Linked DNA regions of Sus scrofa: region 2 is linked to region 1. The links are chromatin contacts, called in public Hi-C maps. All regions are on one chromosome and are shown on one strand. The core of a region is the stretch at or near the end of the contact, and the rest is flanking DNA. Distances in the headings are between cores, read along the strand shown. Region 1 holds the start of ABCC9 (ATP-binding cassette sub-family C member 9). Region 2 overlaps ABCC9 (ATP-binding cassette sub-family C member 9).

Region 1 (5,559 bases), core at 1,686-4,185:
AAATAAAGAGTTAAATGGGAAAGAATACTAAAAATATGACATTTCTTTATAAATTACTTCCTAGATTTAAAGAAACTCTAGTAAAATCTCCAAAAGAGAGTAGCTAAGAAAATTGTGAAAAGCGTTAAAAGGAGACTGGTACTACTGGAGTTAAAATATACTTTAAAGCTATAATAATTTCACCTGATCATAGTAATAGAATAGGAAGAATTGAGAAAGATATTAATTGAACTGAGCAGGGAGCTCAGAAAGAGATCATATTATAATACCGACAAAGGCAGTGTAATACATCAGGGTAAAAGAATAAGATTATTCAGTAAATAATGTTGATGTAACAAAATATTAACTTATGTTCTTATCCCATGGCACATGCCAAAATTAATTCCAGAATTGAATTTTTAAAAATCTTTAAACAAATATGAAAGTAGGCTAATATTTATTAACTTAAGCATCAGAATACAATGCAATGGTGGTAAAAAAAAGGCAGCACATTTGCCTAAGTAGACTTTCCCTTAGGAAGAAGAACCATGAAGGCAGAGATACTGCAGGTCATCACTGACCTCTATGTAACACAGCAGGAGATGTAGCACATGGTGTATGCTCTAAAAAATTTTATAGAATTATGAACACAATCTTTTTGTTTTTTGTAGAGGTAGGACCGATATCATTTTAAAAGGACAAATTGGGGAAAAATTGTCATATATGAAACAGAATTGGTAGCTTTCTCTTATTAAAATTTCATAAAAAGACTAGAGTTCCCATTGTGGCTCAGTGGTTAACGAATCCGACTAGGAAGCATGAGGTTCAGGTTCTATCCCTGGCCTGGCTCAGTGGGTTAGGATCTGGCGTTGCCAGGAGCTGTGGTGTAGGTTGCAGACACAGCTCGGATCCCGAGTTGCTATGGCTCTGGCATAGGCCGGTGGCTATAGCTCCGATTAGACCCCTAGCCTGGGAACCTCCATATGCTGAGGGAGCGGCCCTAGAAAAGGCAAAAAGACAAAAAAAAAAAAAAAAATTCATAAAAAGACAAAAAAGATTTATAAGAAACATTCTCAAAGCGCATTAGATGGACAAGTATGTGAACAAGCTGTTCATAATAGAATGGATACAAAGATTAATGAACACTTGAAAAATGGGTTGGTTGTTAATAACGTTATCTAAGTTACAAAATTTTTTAAAAGATAAGATTCAGGGGTCGTTTGGATATAAGTGTAATAGGTCATCTTATTGAGTATGGAGGGAGTTTACGAAAACATTTTTTTGTCTTTTTAGGGCCACAGCGGCGGCATATGGAAGTTTCCAAGCAAGAGGTTGAGTCAGAGCAGATGCTGGCCTATGCCATAGGCACAGCAACGCAGGATCCTTAACCCATTGAGCTAGGCCAGGGATTGAACCTGCGTCCTCAGGGATACTTGTTGGGTTTGTTACTGCTGAGCCAAGACTGGAACTCTAAACTTTTTTTTAATGCAAACTTTTTTTTTTTTGGTCATTTTTTTTTGCCATTTCTTGGGCCGCTCCTGAGGCATATGGAGATTCCCAGGCTAGGGGTCGAATCGGAGCTGTAGCCACTGGCCTACACCAGAGCCACAGCAACGCAGGACCTGAGCCATGTCTGCAACCTACTCCACAGCTCACGGCAACGCCAGATCCTTAACCCACTGAGCAAGGCCAGGGATGGAACACACAACCTCATGGTTCCTAGTCAGATTCGTTAACCTCTGAGCCACAACGGGAACTCCTTAATGCAAACTTTTTAGAAAGGTAATTTTGCATTCTATATCCACAGCCTTAAAAGCATTTATTACTTTTTAAATTCTTTTATTAAAATATAGTTGATTTACAACATTGTGCCAATTTCTGCTCTACAGCAAGCATTTATTACTTTTGATCATGTAATTACTTTTCAAGGAATATATCTTAAAGAAATTATTTGCTACCAAAAAACCCCTGTTTATAAAAAAGTTCATCATAGGATTAAATATGGTAGTGAAAATTTGGCAATTCTGTCCAACAATAAGAAAAATGGACTTAAAATCAAGATACAGCCACACAGTGAAATGTTATGCAGCCATTCAAATAATTTCTATAAAGATTTCAAAATACAACCAGAAAATAATTGTTTTGAAAGATACCATGAGGAGACAAGTTATTTTGAGGTTGCCAACAATATAAAATGTTCATAGGTATTCCTTGATAGCCTACCGCTCAAGGACTCCCAACTGCCATTGCTGTGGCTTGGGTTACAAATGTGGCAGGGGTGTGATCCCTAGCCAGGGCACTTACCTACGCAGCAGTCCCAGACCACCGCCCCCCCCCCAACAAATGCATGGAAAAAATGATGAAAATAGCACGTACGCTTATTAGCTTTTACTGACAGGGCAGGCACTGTCTCAGCACTTTAAAGGGATTATCTCCTTCACTCTCACATCAAGCCTATGAAGCAGTTTTTTTTTAATTTGTCCTGTTGAATATGCGAGGAAACTGATACACAGAGGGGTTAAACAAGTTGTCCAAAGTCTCTGAGCTAACCAACTAATTGGGTAACAAGATTTGACAGCAGGCTAGCTTCCTTGAGTCCATGCTTTTTATCATTACCGTTTGTTTTTGTTAAAATGTAACAAAATGTTTTCAGTAGTTTTAGAAGTTTGAGGGCTCATATACTTTTCCATACTTTCAAAGTTTGACTTAAAAAGAATGTTTTAAGGCATGACATTTAAGCATAACAAATGAGCTTAACGGTAGGAATATACATCTTTTTAAAGTCCCAAAGTCAACTTGGTTTTGTGTGGGCACACTCAGGGTCTATATCTGGGCATTATCTGCACCCTTCATTTCCAGTTCTCTCTGCCCAGAAGCGCTGGGAGCCTCTGGTCCCGCTTCTGGCTAGTTCGCCGGGTCCCTAGGGTTCTGGCCACGGTCCTGGTATCCGCGTTCTACAAGCGTGCTTTCTCCCTGCGCCCGCGTCGCGGCAAACAGTCCAGGGTGCAGTAGCAGAGTTTTCAAAGTCCGCGGGCCGGGAGACTCAGGGACCCTCCCGGGTGCCGCCCCACGAGGCCCCGCAGACTCCTAGCGGCCGTGGCTTCCAGCTTCAATGAGGCCGGGCCTCACCCAGGAACGCAGCGACCTTCCCAGCCGGAGATGCCTGCGGGGGGCGGCTCTGCCCCAGAGTCGGAGCGGCCGCTGGGGCTTGGGGTTCAGCTCCCGGGACAACGTCCAGCTGCCCGCGGCCCTAGAGCGGTGCCCCTCGGGGGTCGCGCACCGAGCCTTCGGAGGCACCAGCCAGCCGGGCCGACCATCCTTTATCAGATCAGGACAGTTGACGAAAACAATGGTTATTTCAAGCTGACTGAGCGCTGACCCCCGATAAAAACGAATGTTGATTACAGAGGGTTGCCTGGGACAAAATTTATGGCATGCGTCCTGAGGGGGAGTTCTTGTGGGGTGAGTGTATTTTAAACATGTTATCTCCTTGAGAATGTCTGCACTCTCTGGTCGGGAGCTAAGAGTGGGAAAACTGTTTATAAACCGTGGAAGTCGAAGCCCCACTTTCGGGGACGAAGATTAAGGCTCGCTCTTCCGTAGCGCGGCAACTGGTCCAGACGAGTCACCAAGTTTCCCGGGGCGCTGGGGCCCCAGCTTGAGCCTGCCTTACTCCTGCGAGACATTGGCACGCACGAATACAGCCAGGCAGCCGGTTCCTCTGCCTGGAATGAAGCCTTTATTTCCCAGGTCCGCAATGGGGGACAGTGATGAAACCCTCAAATCTGCTTCCTTATCTGGTTAATAAAAAGGCGCACACAGAGCCTGGGGGAACGATTACAAGTGCAAGTGACCTTGCGTGTTTTAACTTTGGAAAAGCCGACTCCAGTGATAACGGAATTGTAGATTGTAAATTTCAATGTCTAATGAATTGTGGGGACGAACGTTATTTTGTAAAATCCTAGTCTGCGCGTCCCAAATTTGCAGCTCCGGTGCCGAAAGCTGGGCCGAGCGGGGGTGGGGAGGGTCTCCAGTACGAGGCGCGGCGCTCGGGGCTTCTGCCCAGTTTCCTGCGTCTGAGTCGCAGTGTCCGCCCCAGCCCATAGCAGTCTGTGCTATTGAGAAACTCGATAGGAGGCAGCAGCTGATCCCCCACCACCCTAAAAATAATCCGCTCGGCGCCCTGATTGCTTCGGCCAGGGAAGGAAAACTTTGCCTTCGGAGTAAGTGAGTTCGTGTCTTTTACATATATATCATTTCAGAATTTTAAGAATAACTCTTAAACTGTCGATTTTGATCTAACATTTCGGCAACCAAAAGGCGCCCGCGCACTCTCGCAGCGCTTTGCCTTCGCGGTCGCTATTTCTAGGATTAAGGGACCGGGCCCCAGCCCGAGGAGAGAGGGCGTGGGGATCAGGTTTCCAGCTTTATTTACAAAACCCTGGCGGGCTCCTGCTTAAACCAACTGGATAAAGTGCAAAGAGTTATTACAGTTTTTTTTTTCTTTCTTTCTGTTTGACATTTCCCGTCTTGTTCACGAAGTAGCTTTCTATCTGCTTAATTTATGTTACTCTTTGCTGTGTAGGAGTTCTGTGTCCGGGTTTAAAATTTGCACCTAAGACAGTGTAGGAAGCCGGGGTTTGGAAGGTAGTGCAAGTTCACCAGTAGGAGTTTGAAGCAGCTTCAAGCGTTTGCCGCAGGTATTTATTTGTTGCTTTGTTTGTCCAGTTTGCCATTTGAAAATAATAATAATAATAAAAAAACCTGAGTGTGTGTCTAAGGAAGCTTATCTGCTGTATAGTTCCAACATTTCCTTTGGTGTGCAATAGGACTTGGAGGAGTGCTTTCAGATTAGGCATTAAATCAGAAGTCTGGTCACTTTTGCTAGTGATTTCCTGCCTCCATCTGTCATTCACAGATAGATAGACAGACATCTTCTTGTTGACATTTTGTAAACTTTGTACTGAATAACTGCAAATAACTTATGACATTTGTTTTCCTAACTGATTCGATCTTGAACATGCTCAAGAGAATGATAAAGCCCTGAGTAAGTTCTTTAAAAGGTTGTGCTTCTGTCTCACAAAATAATTTGGTTAATTTCTGAATAACTAAAGAATGAGTTATTTCGTGTGTAAGAATGAGAGCTTTTTCATTAGATTTAGCATGTTTTCTTCAGGTGTTTCCAGTGTGTTACCTTTTCTGGGATTGCTCTTTCATCAGAACTGACACTTTCTGCTGGGTGAACAAGAGAGTGTTAGTTTTCACTTATTTACCTTATATGCATCAAGTGAATCTCAATTTTATAAGCCCCAAGGATGTCGAACTTAATACAATGCATTTCAAGGAATATGAATACTGAGGGTAGTGGTCTTCCCATGAAATCCTAAATTTGGTCATGAAGGAGATTTCTGTTGTATGTTTTCTGCTCTACAGACCATCCCTGTAATTGAAGTTTCACTTTTGTTGTTTGTCTTTAAAGTTTATTCAGACAAATTCTCCAACCCTATCAGCTGTCATAAGCACTTAAACATCTTTCTGTGCGTTTATGCTTGTGTGGGGAAAAATGTCATGCCTTCCTAT
Region 2 (5,559 bases), core at 1,087-3,586, 87 kb after region 1:
GATTTTGAAATTTCTCCAAGATGACAAGAGGACACTTGTTCTTGTGACTCACAAATTACAATATCTAACACATGCTGACTGGGTAAGAGTTTAAAAGAAACTTCATTACTTTTTTATTACAGTTATATAAAATGCATAGACACATTAAAATGCTGTCTGAGATAAAGATAATTCACTTGGCCAATTAAGGATTTTTGTCGCAATTCTTCTATTGTGTGCTTTCCTTAGATCATAGCCATGAAAGATGGAAGTGTACTAAGAGAGGGGACTTTGAAGGACATTCAAACCAAAGATGTTGAGCTTTATGAGCACTGGAAGACACTTATGAATCGGCAAGATCAAGAACTAGAAAAGGTAATTGCTCAGAGTTCGGAAAAGTTCAGAGTTCAGTTCAGAAGAATCAGGAATATAGTATATAATTACTAAAAATGCTTTTTAAGATGTATTACCTTTTAATGTTTGGTAATCTAATAGGTCTCATCTGAAATCCAAAATAATTGTGCATTTATATATCATTAGTCGATAGGCTACTTCAACACTAAAAAAATTTAATGATATCTTTTGGATGAAATGTCAGGTTTTAGAGGATTTATTTGAACTTGAAGCATATTGCAATTATCATGTGTTTAGAACTTAAACTACTTGCTCAAGCATACCATTGCCTCACTTTATCTTATTTTTTCTCATCTATGTTTTATTTTTCTCATCTGTTATAAGAGAGTATTTTCACTCATCACTTACAAGTGGAGGGTTATGGGCAAAAAAAAAAAATTCTAAGATGATTTTGAAAGAAGGAAGAGCTGAGCTGTGGGTACACTGGTAAAGCATGTCTGAGATGGGGTTGGGGGATGAATGAAAGTCATAAGGAGGAAATAACTATAAAGTTTTACATTTGTATATTTTTTAAAGTTCACAAAGCCTTTTTTTTTTCACATGATCTCATTTAATTCTCACAAAACCCCAGAATTAAGCCTTGAAAATATGAAAAATAAGCAAAGAAAATATGACCTCACTTTTATAGATGAGAAAACAGGTTCAGAGAGGCTAAGTAACTTGCCTAAGTTGTACAGTACATACAGTAAGTTGTACCAGGTCCATGCCCAGTGTAATTCCACGATATGATTTTGTATGATGTAATTATAACATTGAATGAAATGATAACAGAGTTGGAAACCAAGTTGGAGCATGATGAGAGAACAACTCGTGGTTGAGAGGAGAAACTCTAAGTTAAATTAGTAAATTTTCAAAATGTTTTTCTCTTGAGTCAGGACTAGGAAGTGTCCAGAATTTGGTAGTCCTGACTTGGAATGAACATTATAGAATGAAAATGTTTATATCAGCAAATTTCTCAAGAAATTAAAATGTTTTATTTTACAAAGGAAAATAATTATCTATGTTTCCATAGCAAAAGGAAGATTAAAAAGTCAGACGAATCACGAGATTACTTTGTCTTCCATGGGTTTGCCAAAGATCTCAAAAGCAAACTACCTAAGGAAGAAAAGATATGTAAAAAATTTTAAGTAAAAGAGGACAAATCACAGACATTTGAAATGAGACTATTCGTAAGAACATTACAAGGTGCAATTGACAGGAGCCCATTTAGGAATTATGTCTGGGATGCTTGATCATAAACTTAACTGAGATGGCTCCAAATGACATCTTTTTCAGTGTTCTAGATTCCAGGGACAGCAGAATATGATGTAAGCTTAAGGAGTGGACTATTTATGGTTTACTTTGGAAAGAAGATCTGGGGGGAAAAGAAAGAGAGAGACAGTTCTCTTGGCTTGATTTTACAGTAATACTAAATGTTGAGCAAGCCAAGAAGAAAGTCCATTAAGTTGTATTTAGAAATGGTCACTTGAGATAGCATATGTCTATAAGCAAAGACACATCACAGGGTTATAAATCAGCTAAGAGAGATACAGAGCAAGTCAGAATGTGGGAAGGGTGCATCCAGTTGTGAGGTGAAAGTGTGGCCAGTAGGAGCTAGCAAGAATCATGCACCTGCACAGAATCCTCACCTGGGGATGGAGGGAGGGCAGCTAGAGAAGGGCAGGTGCCTGAAATTAATCTGGAATTCATCCTCTTCCCCACACTGTGGGGAAGACACAGCACCTTGGGGAAGTGTTCATGAAGACAGCTTCTTATTTAATTTGCTATGTGGCAGGATTGAGTGTTTGCCTAGAACAGTGGTTCTCAGCCAGGGTCGATTTTATCTTCTGCGGGACATTTAGCAACATCTAGAGATGTTTTCGTTTATCACAACATGGGGAGAGGTGGCCAAGAGCTACTGGCATCTAGCTGGTAGAGGACAGGAATGCTGCTAAACATTTAACAAAGCACAGCCCCCACAGCAAAGAATTTTCTGGCAAGAAGTCAGTAGTGCTGAGGTTGAGAAAGGCTGGCCTAGAGCCAGAGTAGATCAAGCAAACAGAGAAGGGAGTGAAAATAGAAGACTCACAAAGCATCTCACTGAAGGGCTCTAGACAGACCTATAGGTTTAAAGGTTAAGGGGTAACCAGGAAGGAATATTTTAAAAGGATAGAAATGATAGCTATAAAAAGTAGATAAAACTTTCAGTTGATTTAAATGTTATTAAAAATTCTGCTTTCAATGGTATCACCCAATATCTACATAATTTTATCAAGCAAAAGAAACTAGCATCTTTGGAGTTTCCTCACCTTGACCTCACAGTTCACAGGCATCCAGTAAATATTTATTGGATAAATGGAATTAAATGTATAGTAACTTAATCCAAATAGCAACAGAATTTAAAGTATTTAACCTCAAATAAGCCTAATATGAGAATTTACTCATAAGAAAAATGATTCAACATTAAAGTCTTTTTCTCACACGGATCCGTGAGTTGAACAAGAACCAAATCTTCCATTTTTCTGTGTGCAGGTTCATTTCATTTCATTTCACTGTACACAAAATATCTGGTCCTTTTTAATTTTGTGTTTTATTTACTGTCATGTGCAAGTGTGGGTTTTCATATCATCAGGCATAGTTAAAAGCTAACATGGAATTGTCTCTAAAAAAATTCTCTTCAACAAACACTTTCACTTTTACTCTTCTTTCAACCAAGAACTTGAAAGCAACAGAACTTTCTAAAATAGCAGGTCTCCTAAGTTACACATATTGTATGAGGCCAAACAAACAGAAACAAAACAAGACCACTACCCAGAGATTGATCACTAGAGAATTATTGAATTATCAATGTAACTGAACTGTGATTTTTTTTTTTTTTTTGGTATCAGCATGTACAGGAAGCCCTCAATTTACCATAGATTCCAAAAGTCTGTGGATCAGTGTTTGGAACTCAGAATGCATTTCCCCAAAGAAACAGGGATATGGTTAGTTTCCCAGATTGTCCTGAAGAAGCTGATTTAACTCCACAGTTGTAACTGAACTGATGTTACCACTCCAGATCTAAAGTCAAGGGGGTGGAATATTGTTAGCAGAGGACTGGAGAAAACAAAATGCTTCTCCCTTTCTCAGCACAGGACAAGTCCGGAACAACTCTTAAACATTCACCAACTTTGTTCGTAGCGTTTTCCCCCTTCTCTTTCTGCCGAGCTTCCCTTCCCAGGGCTTTCTTCTAAACTGCTAGGCAGTTGAATACCCTCATTTCCCTTTTGCTTCAGAATTACCCACCTTCTTTCAGTTTCTGAAGTCCCTTTCTTTTGTGCCATTCCCTTAGTGAGATGCTCATTAAAACCTCATGTCCATTTAATGATTCCTAATAATAGTGGGTGATTGAGGGTGCTTTAATTCATCCAGAACGACATGCATTTTTAAAGGAATAGATCTATAAACATAGGTGAATCTTTAGTTAGAAAAATTACAAGGGTACATGAAAGTGACATAAAAATAAAAACAGGAGTTCCCGACGTGGCACAGCAGAAACGAATCATGAGGTTGCGGGTTTGATCCCTGACTTCGCTCAGTGGATTAAGGATCTGGTGTTGCTGTGAGCTGTGCTCTAGGTTGTAGACATGCTCAGATCTGGCATTGCTGTGGCTATGCTGTAGGCTGGCAGCTGTGGCTCCGATTAGACCCCTAGCCTGGGAACCTCCATAGGCCAAAAAAAAAAAAGGCAATAAATAAATAAACAAAACAAGTAGCAATGGTGGGACCAGACTTTAAGGCTCTGGGAGGTGTTCCTCTGCCCCCAGGGTCGGTCCCATCATGTTGTTACTACTCTTCCTGACTTCTTACTGCCTCTGAGCTCTGACGCACTTCCTATAAACCCCAGACATTGCTCCGCACCTGCTCCAGTGACAGAATTTGTCCATCTGTGGAGTGTAAAGATAACCAATGATTGGTACTTGGTACGCGTGGGTCACTGATTGGTCAGTTGAACTTGCCTGTGGCTGGGAGCTCCTCCATTAATAGCACAATGTTTACTGCAGGATATGGAAGCTGACCAAACAACTTTAGAGAGAAAAACACTCCGAAGAGCCATGTACTCAAGAGAGGCTAAAGCCCAACTGGAGGATGAAGATGAAGGTAGACTTTTTAAAAAATATATTTGAAACATTCCAATGGGTAATAAGATGTGGGGGCCTTTCCTTGATAACTGATGTGTGAATATGCCCATGAGGAATGACCAGTCACTCTGCATGGGGGAGAAAGGCCAAATCAAATACATAAAACTGAAAACGAGAAGAACAGGAGTGAAGGAAAGGTGTGTGTAGTCAACCAACAGGCATCTCGAGGAGCTTCCCAAAGTGTGTCTGAGTGTTTTTGTGTTATATGTGAGAGAGCTGATAGGAAAAGGCAGTGGTTTCTAAACAGGTCTAGACCCTTGTTCAGATAATTCTGTCCTTTGGAAATGAATAAATGGTGAATATGTAGAAAACACTACTTTGAACGATTTATACCTGAGTCCTTTGGTAAATTCCTCTGGGGTTTTCATGATAGAATAGCAACGGAGAGTAAGATAATTAGAAAAATCTTTGCTTTGTTTCAGTTTTCTGAATCTAATAAGGTATGAGGAGGAAGGTTTGTTGAAAATTTGAGGAATAAGATGAAATAGTAACATTGCTTTGGCATTTGTTGCCAAGCAGTTTGTAAGATAAACCACACTTAAGTCCATAGAGTAACTGCATTCTACTTCATTTTTGCTGTACGGTTTTGGCTTAAGACCACATACTACAATTTAAAAAGAGAAAGTTGGAGTTCCCGGCGTGACTCAGCAGTTAACTAACCCATCTAGTATCTATGAGGACATGGGTTCAATCCCTGGCTTCGCTCAGTGGGTTAAGGATCTGGCATTGCCGTGAACTATGGTGTAGGTCGCAAATGCGGCTCAGATCCTGAGTTGCTGTGGCTGTGGCTGTGACATAGGCTGGCTACTACAGCTACGATTGGACCTTAGCCTGGAAACCTCCGTGTGCGGCCCTAAAAGACAAACACACACACACACACACACACACACACACACACACACACACACACACACACACACACACAAAAGAGAAGGTCACAATTTTGGGCTGAAGGACACCAAAATGTGCTACTTTTATATTTCAGACAACTATTCCATATTCCAGC

Evidence for each region. Hi-C and Micro-C count contacts between places; a contact is called where the count stands out from the background.
Region 2: a contact with region 1 is called in a Hi-C map of liver, with 3 times the contacts expected there. The contact joins the enhancer-like site here to the promoter of ABCC9 in region 1. A contact is called at or near these places in 1 of 5 promoter capture datasets (liver), 2 of 47 Hi-C or Micro-C datasets (heart right ventricle and liver) and 1 of 2 datasets of contacts at active chromatin or transcription factors (skeletal muscle).

What each region holds. Positions count from the first base shown.
Region 1 is chr5:51,533,596-51,539,154 of Sscrofa11.1, forward strand. ABCC9 (ATP-binding cassette sub-family C member 9) reads left to right here and starts at 2,936. Exons shown (of 40, transcript XM_021092240.1): 1 at 2,936-4,202.
Region 2 is chr5:51,621,300-51,626,858 of Sscrofa11.1, forward strand. It overlaps ABCC9 (ATP-binding cassette sub-family C member 9), which reads left to right. Exons shown (of 40, transcript XM_021092240.1): 23 at 1-82; 24 at 229-354; 25 at 4,416-4,512. Among named protein-coding and RNA genes, the nearest start is that of KCNJ8, 72 kb to the right of the region's middle. Within about 2 kb of position 2,337, at least 4 of the 83 cell types and tissues checked have an H3K27ac peak or open chromatin away from gene starts, as enhancers often do.